Regions from separate parts of the Gossypium hirsutum genome. Here region 1 is linked to region 2. The links are chromatin contacts, called in public Hi-C maps. All regions are on one chromosome and are shown on one strand. The core of a region is the stretch at or near the end of the contact, and the rest is flanking DNA. Distances in the headings are between cores, read along the strand shown.

Region 1 (6,240 bases), core at 2,835-5,334, 62 kb after region 2:
AATAAAAACAAAAATAGATAGCATAATAATACATAAATAAAATTTCAAAATAAATAGTGTACATATATATATATAATAATATATAAAATAATATTTATGACAATCAAGATAAATAATATACATGAGGTAAAACTTTATATAAAAATAATATATATACAATAATAATAATGTAATATTAGAACCAAGAATGTACATAAAAAGAAAATTTAAGATAAATATATTATATAATAAAATAAAAGAATATGCACATGAAAATAAAATGAAAACAATGTGCAATCAATGAAATAATCCCCAAAAATAATATGTACAAATAATATGTTTTTTTTTAAAAATGAATGACTAAAAACCAAATTGAAAGAAAAATCAAAATTAAAGGGATATTTTATAAGCCAAACAAATTATTAAAACAAAATTGAGGGCCAAAATAAAGCGCGCTCAAATGTTCGAAGGTTAAAACCGAAAATGCCCCAAAACCCAAAACGCAACGTCCAGGTGAGGACCACATTGAGTTTACGCGCAAAATCCAGGGGCAATTTTTAAAAACAAATGAAATTCAAACAGGGCCAAATCAAAAGTCGGCGCAAAGGGGAAGGACCAGCAGCATAAATTTCCCCTTTGAAGAGTAAAAGCGCGGATCCGGGCCGTGGAGCGAGTTGGCGTGCGGATCCCATCCTTCCCCAAATGGCGCCGTTTTGTTTGCCCTTTAAAAACTAAAAAAAAAAATTTGAATGGCATTTTGCCATTTTTTTTTAAAAGAAACCCTAGCCCCTTTTTATTTCTCTCCTAATTTCTCTCCTTAGCCGACTTTAATCCCTCCCTTTGAATGCCGATCCGCCACCATAAACGACGTCCAACAGATTCAGGCTTCGAGGGTCAACATTCTTGGCTATTCGTAAGATAAATCTTTCCCTTTTCTATTTTCAAAAGCTTTAAAAAACCAAATGAAAAAAAAAAAACAAAAGGAAATAGAATCAAAAGAAAACGTAAAATCAAGGAAAGTTGAATCTAAAATCACCTTTTGATTTCTTTTGCACTAAGATCTTTTCTATTGATTTTTGGTGTGTATATCTGCTATTATATCCGTAAAAAAAACGTCCTTTTACAATCGTTTTCGAAGGCTTTTATAGCCCCTTTTTTTGCAACTGTTTTACACGTTTGTAGGTACATGATTGAGCACGTCACTGACGTGGCGTGGTGGAGCAGCGCACGTTGCGGAGAAGTGGCATTCGGCGCTCGAGGGAGGTGTGAGCAGCCGACCTAGGTGCGGCGCACCTAAGGTTTTCTGCTTTTTTGATGGTTGTCGGTTAGTGCTAAGTGGGCTGGGGTTTTGGGCCTAGGTTTTTTAGTTTTTGTGTTGGGTGTTTTGGGCTGTAATTTAGACTTTGTTTTTATTTGTTTTTTTGGTTTATGGGCCCCGAGCTAAATTGGGCTCTACACTTGAAATTTGTGGTCGAACCAATTGATTCTATTTTCAAAAACATAAAAAATTCCATGGAAGAGCAATACAATTTGATTTGTTTTTTATTTTTTCTTCTATCTATTACATTAACATTTCATATTTCTATAATATAAATTATTAATATGTTTCAATTATATAAAAATTGTAATAATTTTAAACATATTTTAATAAAAAAAAGATAGGATACTTGACTTCAAAACCTTAACAAAAGATTGATAAGTCTAAATTTAAAAAAATGTAAATTTAAAGGTATTTAAAGGTGTAATATCTCCGTAACATTGTACAAAGGAAAAAAATACAAATACTAAGTGGGAAAATTTAGTTTGGACTTAAACCGAAAACTTTGTCCCCTAAGGACAAGAAAATATATTTGATGTAGTAAACATGTAATAATGATGTGGTGCTCCATGCCTTATGGTGTTTCGGCTTAACCCTATAAATTAAGTGAGAGAGGACATTGATTTCCTTAAGCAGCACTCAGCAGCATTGGCCAAAAAGAAAAAGTGGTCGCACTATCACCAATTTTGAGAAACAAATTCTCTTTTCCACTTGCTTTTAAAGTTGGCTTTGCTGGATTCTTTTGATGGGTTAAAGGTCTATATGTTACTAACAGGTTTTACAATCCCTTTGCCTCATCCCATGACCAGTGTTTTGTGTTGAAAAATGATTTCTTTGAAATGAGAGATATCTCTGGTTAGAAAAATAATGTGACAAATATTGAATCTCGATATTTATGTTGACATTAAAGTTTGAGAATCGATCCAGATTGAAAGCATCTATTTTTTTACATTCTAAATTTTAAGCGTTGTTGGATTTGTTATGTTTAATTTAATATCTCACATTTATCAAACTATTTAATTTTATATAAGTTTAAGTGGTGTTTAATCTCTTTTGTAAATGCCTTGAACATTGAGCGATGTTAAATCACTTTTTTCGTTCGAGGAAAGAACAAATTCATTAGAAAGGGTACAAAGGTCCAAAAGTCTAGCAAAACAAGGGCTAAAATGGGGAGAAAATACAAGAACTCCGGTCCCGATAAAACTGTCATACTCTTGACTTTCAAATCTGCTACCGAAGGGAAACCAAGACCAAAAGAGAGTCTAAAAGGATCGCGGACACTGAGGAGCATGTCGGTGTACATAATAATTAAATCATTTTTGATAAAGGTCTTTAGTAGTTTTACTTATCTACATGGTAATTACATTGGACAAATTTCTTTGATGGAAGGAAGTTTATAAATAAGCCCCTAATTCAGGTGATTAAAGAATAGACATTGTTTTCCATCATGAGAGATTGATAATTTCACAACGTAGTTTGTATTTCAACATTGGCTATGACTAGAGGTTAGTACCTTTATTAGTTTATTATGCTTTCGCATCAATACAATAATTTCTATTCATTGAGGAACTATTTTTGTGAGAAAATACAAACTTTATTAGTTTGTGTTTCAAAATTGATATATGTTTTGAGGCTTGTCTAGGTTAATGTATGAGAGCTTATTGAGAGCACTTGAATCTATTCATCGAGGATCTGTTTTTATGAGAGAGTGCAAACTATATTGTAAACATTGAAGTGTTTACTGCCCAAGTTCTCAGAGGGAGGATTTAGAGGTGAGCATTCTAGTCTTTAGGTACAAATGTGAGATCTCTATACTTGGGGAGTAATAAAGTGTGAATCAGTTATTGTATTTGATTGAGCCAAGGCATACATACGCCGAGTAGAGAAAATTGCAAATAAATAAACATGAAGTACAATGTTCTGCAAGTGTGACAAGTCAGGTGTAATAAGTGTACAATACGATACTTAGAGTATTCCAAGGATCAAACCTAAAGAAGATTGAGTGATATGATGGATTAATAAAGATAAAAGCATGTGATTAAGGAGGCTAACTAGCTAATGGCTAGAATAAATTATACAAAAAACGATAAAAAAATTGAATTAAACTAAAATATAATTTAAAGGACTAAAGCGAAAAAATACTAAAGTCAGAATAATTATCGAAGAAAATATAGCAGTTGATTAATATCTTCAATAATTAATTCTCAAGTTAGGGTTCTAAATTAGTCAATTTTAATTGGTTCAATTTACCTAATTAGATGATATAGTCTTATTTATCTCTCAATCTTACTAAGCTAGATAGGGATAGTCGAATTCATGCTCAATAAGATATCCTCTCGGTCTCACTTATCTAATTGTTCCCCTAGATTCATCAATTCTAGGTTTCTAAGTTTATTCGATTTAGTCCATATTCTTACAATTTAGTTTCTAAACCTTATATTAAATAATTGACATTTCAATTAATCAACTACAATAGGAATTAGTTCATACCCATTGTAAGTACCCAAATCTGCCCGAGCCCAACAACCAAAAATCAATCCCGAAACAAAACAAAAATATTAAAATCCAAATCAAAAGGCCATCAGTCCAAATATTACAAAACAGCCCAAAACAATTACAATGGCCCAATACCCAAAAAACCCAATTCTAAGCCCAAACAAACCCATAACCCAATACCCAAATAAAACAAATCGGGCCCAAGCGGCCCAAGACCAGATTATCCACAGAAACCCTAGGGTTTCCACCTTAGCGCCGTAGCCTCTAGCCTCCGTACGCTCCCATGCACGACCTCCGTACTCCCCAGCGCCGCTCGTGCCTCTACGTCCTCCCCCATCTGCATGAAGACAAAAACAGCACAGCACAACAGCAAAAAAGAAAAAAGGAGACAAGAAAATATTGTATTTTTCTTTATTTTTCTCATTCGGCTATAAAGCCATCTTCTTTTTCAATTGTATGGGACGCACACTAAAATATACATATTGAATACAACAAAATCGAATTAAAATTATTGGAAAGGTTATTCTCGATCCTTTTTTTTATGTGTGTTTCTTTCTTTTGATTTTGCATGTGGCTCGAATATAAGAAAATAAAAGAACGTTTATCGTCGTAAATAGGCCATCGAAATTCTTGTCTCCTTCACCGAAATCGAAGTTTGGGATGAGATTTCTAAGGGCTGAAATTGATAGGTCTTGAGTTAAGACTCTAATCGAAGTGCGCGCATGTTGATCTCCATCGAATCGTAGTGGTGGCAATTGATTTGCTCAAGTTTTGGGATTAGCCGAATGGTGGTAATGGCTTTTAGGGTTCTTTTTACTCTGATTTCTTTAGAAAGGGAAAGAAATGGTGGCTGTGTTTCACTAGGGTTTTGTTTTTGCCTTTTAAAGGGTATAAAGCGACGACGTTTTAAGCCAATCTCAATGGCTACAAAACGGCACCGTTTCAAGAGCCATAACCCGATCACCCGACCCGTGCCTGGATAGGATCCGCGCTTTGGTCTTTGAGGGTTATTTGCGCGTTAGGTCCCTCTATTTCTCGTTGGTGTCTGATTGGGCCCTCTGTGCATCTTCTTTGTTTTTTTAATTTTTTCTAGAGATTTGCGCGTTATCGCAATTTAATCCGCGCCTAAACGCAGTGTTTTGGGATCTGGTATATTGCCAGTTTTGATCCCCGCACGTTTGCGTGCATTGCGCTTTAGTTCTTCTTTTAATTTTAGTAGTTTATTTTATTTATCAAGTATCCTTTTTAGTTTAATTTTATTTTAATTGAGTCCTTTTGATTTGTATAATTTATTATTATTTTTATTTATTAACTTAATACCTTTTTTTTTACATGTATATACATACTTTTTTTGAGTCATCATGGTAATTTTACCCCCTTTTTTTCATATAAAATCTTTATTTTAAAGTTTCTTTATCATATTGTTTTAAATTTTTTTTGTATAATACCTCATTTAAATATTCATATATATATTATTATGCATATATAATTCATGAAAAAATTAGTTTTTATTCTATATATTATTAATTCTATGTTACTTTACATACATAATTCCTTTTAAACCCAATATGTATATAACTCATATCTCAAGAATATATCTTATTATATATATATTTTTAGAACCTTTCATATTTTACATATTATTTAAATTATCTTCTACCATATGTACATTGTCAATCTTAAATAGATGTATCATTTAAAAAAAAATATTTGGATATGTTGTTGATTCAAATTTCTTCCTTTATAATATCTTTTTAGTAATCCTTTATATATTATTAGTTTTATTTTATACATGTCAATTATTTCAAACCCTAGCATGAATAAATCATTTTTAAAATTTTTATTATTAATGGTTTTTGAATTGTTGCACATTATATTGACTCCTAGTATCCGTATTGTTTTGTATATTATGTATTGTTTTTTAGTTTTCATTTCATTTCACACATGACTGCTGTATTGTTTACTCTTCATTTGTATTATCATTTTAATTTTTATTCATCTATATTTGAAAATTTGTTGCATTTCCTTCTAATATGTTCTTTGGTGAATTATATTTTAGTTTCTTATTAATGTTTTAAAAAAGATATGAACTCATTGCCATGATGTGTTTATTAATTTATTTTTTATGTTTATACTATTATTCTTCGCCAAGTATAGTACTTTATTTGTGCATATTGCCCCATGTTTATAATTTTACTTTTTTGTTTACAAATGTTACTTTGTAATTTGCGACTTTTTGTTTTAAAATTATTTATTCCATTCTATTTCAAGTTAAATTAATGCGTTGTGAGCTAGTTCTATCATTGTTTATTTGAAAATTTACTAAAACAAAGGTAATGATTGATGTTTGGGAACTCGAGGAATCGTGCCCTATCGTGCTGGGTTTTGATTTTTCGTTTGTCCAAAATAATCAAATATTCCTTTGAAATTTCATTCGCATTTTCTAA
Region 2 (6,463 bases), core at 2,932-5,431:
TCCACATATATTTATTTTCCTCCTCCTCCTCTCCATTCCACATCCTTAACGTATATAGCATTCTTGTAAGTACGATTTCACAATTTACTAATAAATGCTCATATCAAACTGTCCACACGAGTCATAGTCACTTACTTATTTATAATTCGAGCTACAGAGCTCCAAATTAAGATCCGTAAATTTCCCTTAAAACTAGACTCACATATATTTCCACCATAAAATTTTCATAATTTTTGGTTTAGCCAATTAGTACAGTTTATTCATTAAAATTTCCCCTGTTTCACTTTCTGACAGTTCTGACCTCTCTTCACTAAAAATTAATTATCTCACAGTACAGAACTCGGATAATGTTCTTGTTGTTAGGGATTTTAAAAATATAAGTTTAAGCCTCCAATTATTTTTATCCAAAATTTTGTGATTTTCCAAAGTCAGAACAGGGGATCACGTAATCATTTTAAACCAGTCTCACAAAAACATAAATATCTCAAAATATAGAACTCCTTTTCTTGCTCTGTTTCTTTTATATGAAAATAGACTCTTTAAGCTTTAATTTGATATCTCATTCAGTCTCTGATTCTATTCTACTATTTTTGGTGATTTTTCAAAATCACGTCACTACTACTGTCCAAAACAGTTTTATTGCTAATTCACTCATTCACACTTTCTTTGTATTAACCTCATTTTAACATACATATCACAAATCATTTTCACCACATTTCATACATCACAAGTATAGGCCCATGATCACAAGGTCACCATAAAATCATCCTCATGTATAACTTACTTGTTTATAACCTCACCACATCCTGGTCACTTAATGAACACATCATTCACATAATCAAGTTCCTACACTTATTTATCACAAAACTCACAAAGCAATACATAGAGAGTCTCCCGTTGAACACTTTGGATCAATCCTCGATACTTGGTGGTTTCAGCACATAGCTCCACCCATCATATAGTTTGGCTCTCTTGTACACATGGTGAACACTCAGTACCACCCATGTGACCTAGCCAATTTATCTCGTAGCTCTCTTGTCTACATGGTGTCCTTCACTTGGAACCACGCATGCGACCTAGCTACATATATCCCGTAGCTCTCTTGTCTACATGGTGTACACATAGTATCACCCATGCGACCTAGCTACATCATAATGTCTTGTAGCTCTCTTGTACACATGATGTGCACTCAGCACCATACATGTGACATAGCTACATACTATCTGTATCATCCAATCTTTCCGAAGGTTCAACCGGGATTTCTCTCTCTTTTCTAACAATTTCACCAATCAAGTAATTATCCACAAACATATTTCCAATATTATTATAAAATATCATAATACAAGTAATATTGATGTATTACTTACATATAAACTTACATCTCATTTAATATCAAGGCAATAACATTAAATTACACTTTGCCTTATTAAAAATCATATGAACTTACAATTTCCCATAATATCCCTAATCATAGAATCACATTTATGTATGATAATTCAATGCACTTCATGTACCATAGACATATTTTTAAATCAATTCATAAACTTGGCACCATAATCATTTAATTTAATATAATTCAATTAATTCACTAAATTTAACTTTCAAATATAAATTACAATATTATTGCTGTATTATTATCATACCAACTTACATACTTTCAACACCTCGGAAATCATATTGAATATATCAATTTTACATTGAAACATGCATAAATTAATGCTTATTATACATATGAACTTACCTCGATACTAAAACGGCCATTTTACCAACTTTCCCAATTTTCGATTTTTCTCTCATTCTAGGTTCAAATCTCATTTTTCGGGATCTAAAACATCATATTTTACTTATTTAATCAATTTACTATTCAAAACAGTCCTTAACTCAACCTTTGGAAAAATTACAATTTTGCCCCTCAACTTTTGCATATTTACACTTTTGCCCCTAGGCTCGGGAATTAAACTTCATCCCTTATTCTTATGTTTTATGACATGCTGATCACTTTTCCCTTCTATGGAAACATCAAATTCTCACTCTAACATATACTTATGACTATTAGGTATTTTTACTGATTAAGCCATTTTACTCGTTTTCACTCTAAACCGAGTAGCACAAGTTGTCTAACATAATTTAAAACCTCATATTATATTATAAAACAGCAAAATAAACACATTTCACCTATGGGTATTTTTCCAAATATGAACCCTAGCTTAAATTATTGCTAGAATAAGCTTAATCAAATTACCGGGATTCTAAAAACGTAAAGAACTTGAAAAACGGGGTTATAACGGACTTACTATTGAGCTTGGAAAGCTTGAAAACCCTAGCCATGGCTTCCCCCATGCTAATTTCGGCCTCTATGAGAAAGATGAGTCAATTTTGGCTTTATTTTCCCTTTTTATTTCTTTTAATTACCAAATGACCAAAATGCCATTCCTTACTAAACTTTCAAAAATTCCATCTATGTCCAATTTTTGTCCATCACTTAGAAATTGGTCAAATTTCTATTTAAGACCTCCTAATTAATATTTCAAAGCAATTTCATACTAGAAACTTCTAGAATGCAAGTTTTGCAACTTATTCAATTTAGTCCTTAACTTCAAATTGAGCACTTTATGCATAGAATTTCTTCACGAAATTTTCACACAATCATGCAATCATATCATAGACCTCAAAATAATCATAAAATAATTATTTCTATCTCGGATTTTGTGGTCCCGAAACCTCTGTTCCAACTAGACCCAATTTTGGGCTATTACAGCATCCATGTGGCAAAAAATTAGGTTGCCTACGTCAATTGGGACCCTAAGACCTTATAATATAGAAAATATGTTACATAATTTTTTTTAGATTTTATATAATTTTTTTAGAAATTATGTATAAAATTTGATTAGTTTTAAATTTTTTTACATAAGTACAATTTTAAAAAATAAATAATGAATTTTTAAAATTTTAAAGATTTTTTATTGATATTTCTAGAATTTTATATAATTTAGAATTATAGTTAAAAAAAGTTATAAATGTGCCAAATCGAATATTTTTAACTATGTTTTAAGGATCAAATTAGATATTAACCTTTGAACTAACGTGCCGCGTCACTTTTCCGTTAAGGTTGTAACGACTATTAACTAATGATGACCAAAATGTTATAATTTGATAATATTATTAATCAAAATGTAACTTTTTATAATTTAATAAAAAATTAATTAAGATTGAGAGATTATTTTAACAGTTTATCCAATTTTAAAAAAATCAAAATACATGTGGTAAGTCATCGAATTGAATTGAATCCACTAGTTGGAATAGGTTTCGTCCATTTCTTTGAAGTTCTTTTCCTGTTTTTATATAACATTTTAATTATTTTGCTCAACGGTTTGTTTGATAATTCATTAAAAAAATAAAAAATTAATATTTTTAATGATTTAATTTTTTAACATATTATAATAAAAATTAAATGATAAAATATTTTCAATGAAAAGTTGTGAAAAATGATAAATGATTACTTATCACTTATGTTACATTTGGTAGGAGTACTATTTATTTATCATGTTTTAGTATGTAAGTTAATAATAAATTAATTTCAATTAATAATTTTATTTTATTTCTTTAATGATTATCCTTTAAATATTTTTCCTTTAAAAATTTTAAAATTATATATATCAAACTGTCTAATCATATTTTACACTTAATTTTAAGAGGTATAACAAACAAATTTTATAACTTACTTAGAATTTTCAATACTTAATTTTTTAACACATAAATTTTTAGTATTTAAATTTTCAATTTATCAAATAATATTTAAGTTGAAAATAAAATTTTATTACTATAAATATAGAAAACTAATTAAAATTAAATAAAAAAACAAAATATGTTTTTGTTGGATCATTTTGATTGCTTAACTTATGAATTAAAATCAAATTTGAATATTTAGGAACAATTTTCGAAATTTTAGATTTTTTGTGTTTGGGAAGAAAGGAAGTTCCACATCTCAAACTTTTGACAACAAGAACACAAACCTTCCAAAACGACAACCATCTTCCGAACACTTTGGAGACATCCCATATATACTACACCTAAAATCCCGAAACTACCCTTACTATAAAGGGCGAATTCGACATTTCAGTTAATTCACAGCTAGGCAGCTCTGCTAGGAATAGCCAAAAAAAGAAAACTTCGTTCGAAACATTTGCGGGGATAAGCTGAGGCGGTCTTAAATTGCAACAAATCTAAAAATAAAAAGCCTCCCGTGGCATCTCTTTACTTCGCGCGCTCTTGTTTGATCCGGTTCTCTCTCGACGCGCCGTCGTCTCCATCACCATCGCCGCCGCTCCCACCTAGTTGTTTCTTCTATAAGTACGTATAAGGTAATGAATCGTCGCTCCTCTTCCATTGTTTTAGCCTTTTCTCCGCTTCCAAACGGAGCCTTCGCAAAAGAAAAGGAGTCTTGGATTCTTCAAATTTTCTTTATCTCTACTTCTTATTTTTTTTTGTTGTTAACTAGAAGAGGCAATTGTTTACACGGTGTTTTTTTCTTTTCAATTTTTGCATTGCTGGTCGTCTTGTTTCTCGGTTTGTGATTTTTTTTTTAGTTTTCTTTTCCATTTCCTGGATTCATCATGTAAACTTTTTTTGCTAATAGATTCATCATGTAGTTGGCATGTATATATATTAATTTTCTTTATTTTTCTGTTGGGTTTGGTTGCTGTTAAAATTAAGAGGAACTCTCATGCATTTCGCCTTTGCTGTTTCTAATAGGCATAGCACTTTTTTTTATTCACCTTTTCATTTACTTATATGACCTTTTGCTTATTTATGGTTGATGTTTAGCTCACAGTCCGAGGCAGGAGGAAAATGTTAACAAGTACTAAAATCTGAGTTTAAATGGTCCGTTATTTTCGTCTTTTACTTATTGCAGGCAAGAGTTAAAATAAAGAGTTTTTTAAGATTTTTTTGATTTTGAAACTACATACTCATTGTCGTTAAAAAGAGGAAATTTCACTTATTTTGACCCTTTCTTTGGATTCTTATTTAATTTTAATGGTGTCAAAAGATAAAACTACAAGAAAAACATAAAAATGGTGTTATATTCCTGTATAAGTTTAGATTTTTTAGTGGGGTCAATGTGCTAACGCCCCTGGCTGTAACTTAGTTAAGTGAACCTTCTCAAGTTCATGGAAAATATAATGTTCTAAAATGTAGTAAGAATGATATTCTTGTCCTTCGCTTTCCTCTAGTTCTTCTCCATGGATAATGATACATATGGCTTAGTGACTTCTGCTTTTGTTTGTTTGATTATGCAGGGCCATGCCACCGTTTACTGCTATAGCTTTGGATAGGTTAATTGAATCTGGAGATTCAAAATCTGTTGATAAATCTTCTCGTTATTTAAAACCACCTATCCCTCCGAACTCAAAGCTACGGAGGAGGAACAGTACATCAGCTGCAGAAAGGAAGGGTAACCGCCCCCAAATTTCACCTGCCTTGTATGCTACTCCAGATGCAACTCCACTACCTGTTTCAACATCTTTTTTCCCTTCTTCTCCTTACATCGTCAATCACAAGCGACGTGGACCTTGCCTTTCGAGGAGCTCTTCCGAAATATTATCACGGCAAATAACCCTTGAAGAAGATGAGGTTAACAGCAAAATAAAGGTAGCAGACAAAGCATCACTGGCAGAAACAAAATATGTTGATTTATCGAAGGATGGTCCTTTTACTTCTAGCGTTCGTAAACCTAATGAAGAGAAGCATCGAAATGGTGTTTTTAATGGTCATGTCAATGCGGAGAAGGCAAATGTCCATGGTGGCTCCATTCAAGATGAGCACAAAAATGGCGTTGGGGATGGTGAATTGGGAGGCAATAATGGGGAAGTTGGAAGCTGCCTGATGAGTAATGGTTTGGCCGAGGATAGAGCTGTGCCAAACGTTGGACCGCCAAACTCGGACAGATATAGTGACAAAGAAGATTTCTTTGATCTGAATGAATCAACGAGTGCCACAAGTAATACTGATGGAGATGATCATACTGCGGCCGAAGGTGCTGGAAAATCTGCTGCATCAGGGGTAGAGTTTTATGATGCATGGGACGGTATGTAGAGTGTTAGTTTTATCTGCGTGTAATGTTCATATGTAGATGCATATCTAATAATTTAGGTGCCAATTGTTTGAAAAACTCGATATATAGGAGCATGGTAGCATTGATTGTGCTGGATTTCTTCTTGTTTAATTGTGTCTATGATATCTATGTTCATGTGCGCATATTTCATAGGTGTCTCGGTTTCCCTTTTATAGTAGAGATTATTGTTCAACTAATGAGAAATATGAAAACTTTCCCCATGGCTATTTGGTTAGCATTGGATAAGCCAACTAATGTGATGATTTTGTTGTCCTTTTAGCTAGCTTACCTACCTTTCTTGTTTCCTCCAGAGCTAAGCTCCAATAATGCACCACATACTTTTGTTCGCGA

What was found. A called contact is a pair of places that touch in the nucleus more often than the background predicts.
Region 1: a contact with region 2 is called in a Hi-C map of leaf, with 2.7 times the contacts expected there. The contact joins the enhancer-like site here to the promoter of LOC107916324 in region 2. A contact is called at or near these places in 4 of 34 Hi-C or Micro-C datasets (hypocotyl, leaf and petal).

The regions. Positions count from the first base shown.
Region 1 is chrA10:19,618,482-19,624,721 of Gossypium_hirsutum_v2.1, forward strand. LOC107897621 (a long non-coding RNA gene) reads left to right here and starts at 269. Exons shown (of 2, transcript XR_001684214.2): 1 at 269-892; 2 at 1,162-1,524. Within about 2 kb of position 4,085, at least 9 of the 9 cell types and tissues checked have an H3K27ac peak or open chromatin away from gene starts, as enhancers often do. A contact at or near this core is called in hypocotyl and leaf, where this site is marked.
Region 2 is chrA10:19,556,877-19,563,339 of Gossypium_hirsutum_v2.1, forward strand. LOC107916324 reads left to right here and starts at 4,182. Exons shown (of 4, transcript XM_041078949.1): 1 at 4,182-4,361; 2 at 5,298-6,085; 3 at 6,424-6,463. The coding sequence starts at 5,302.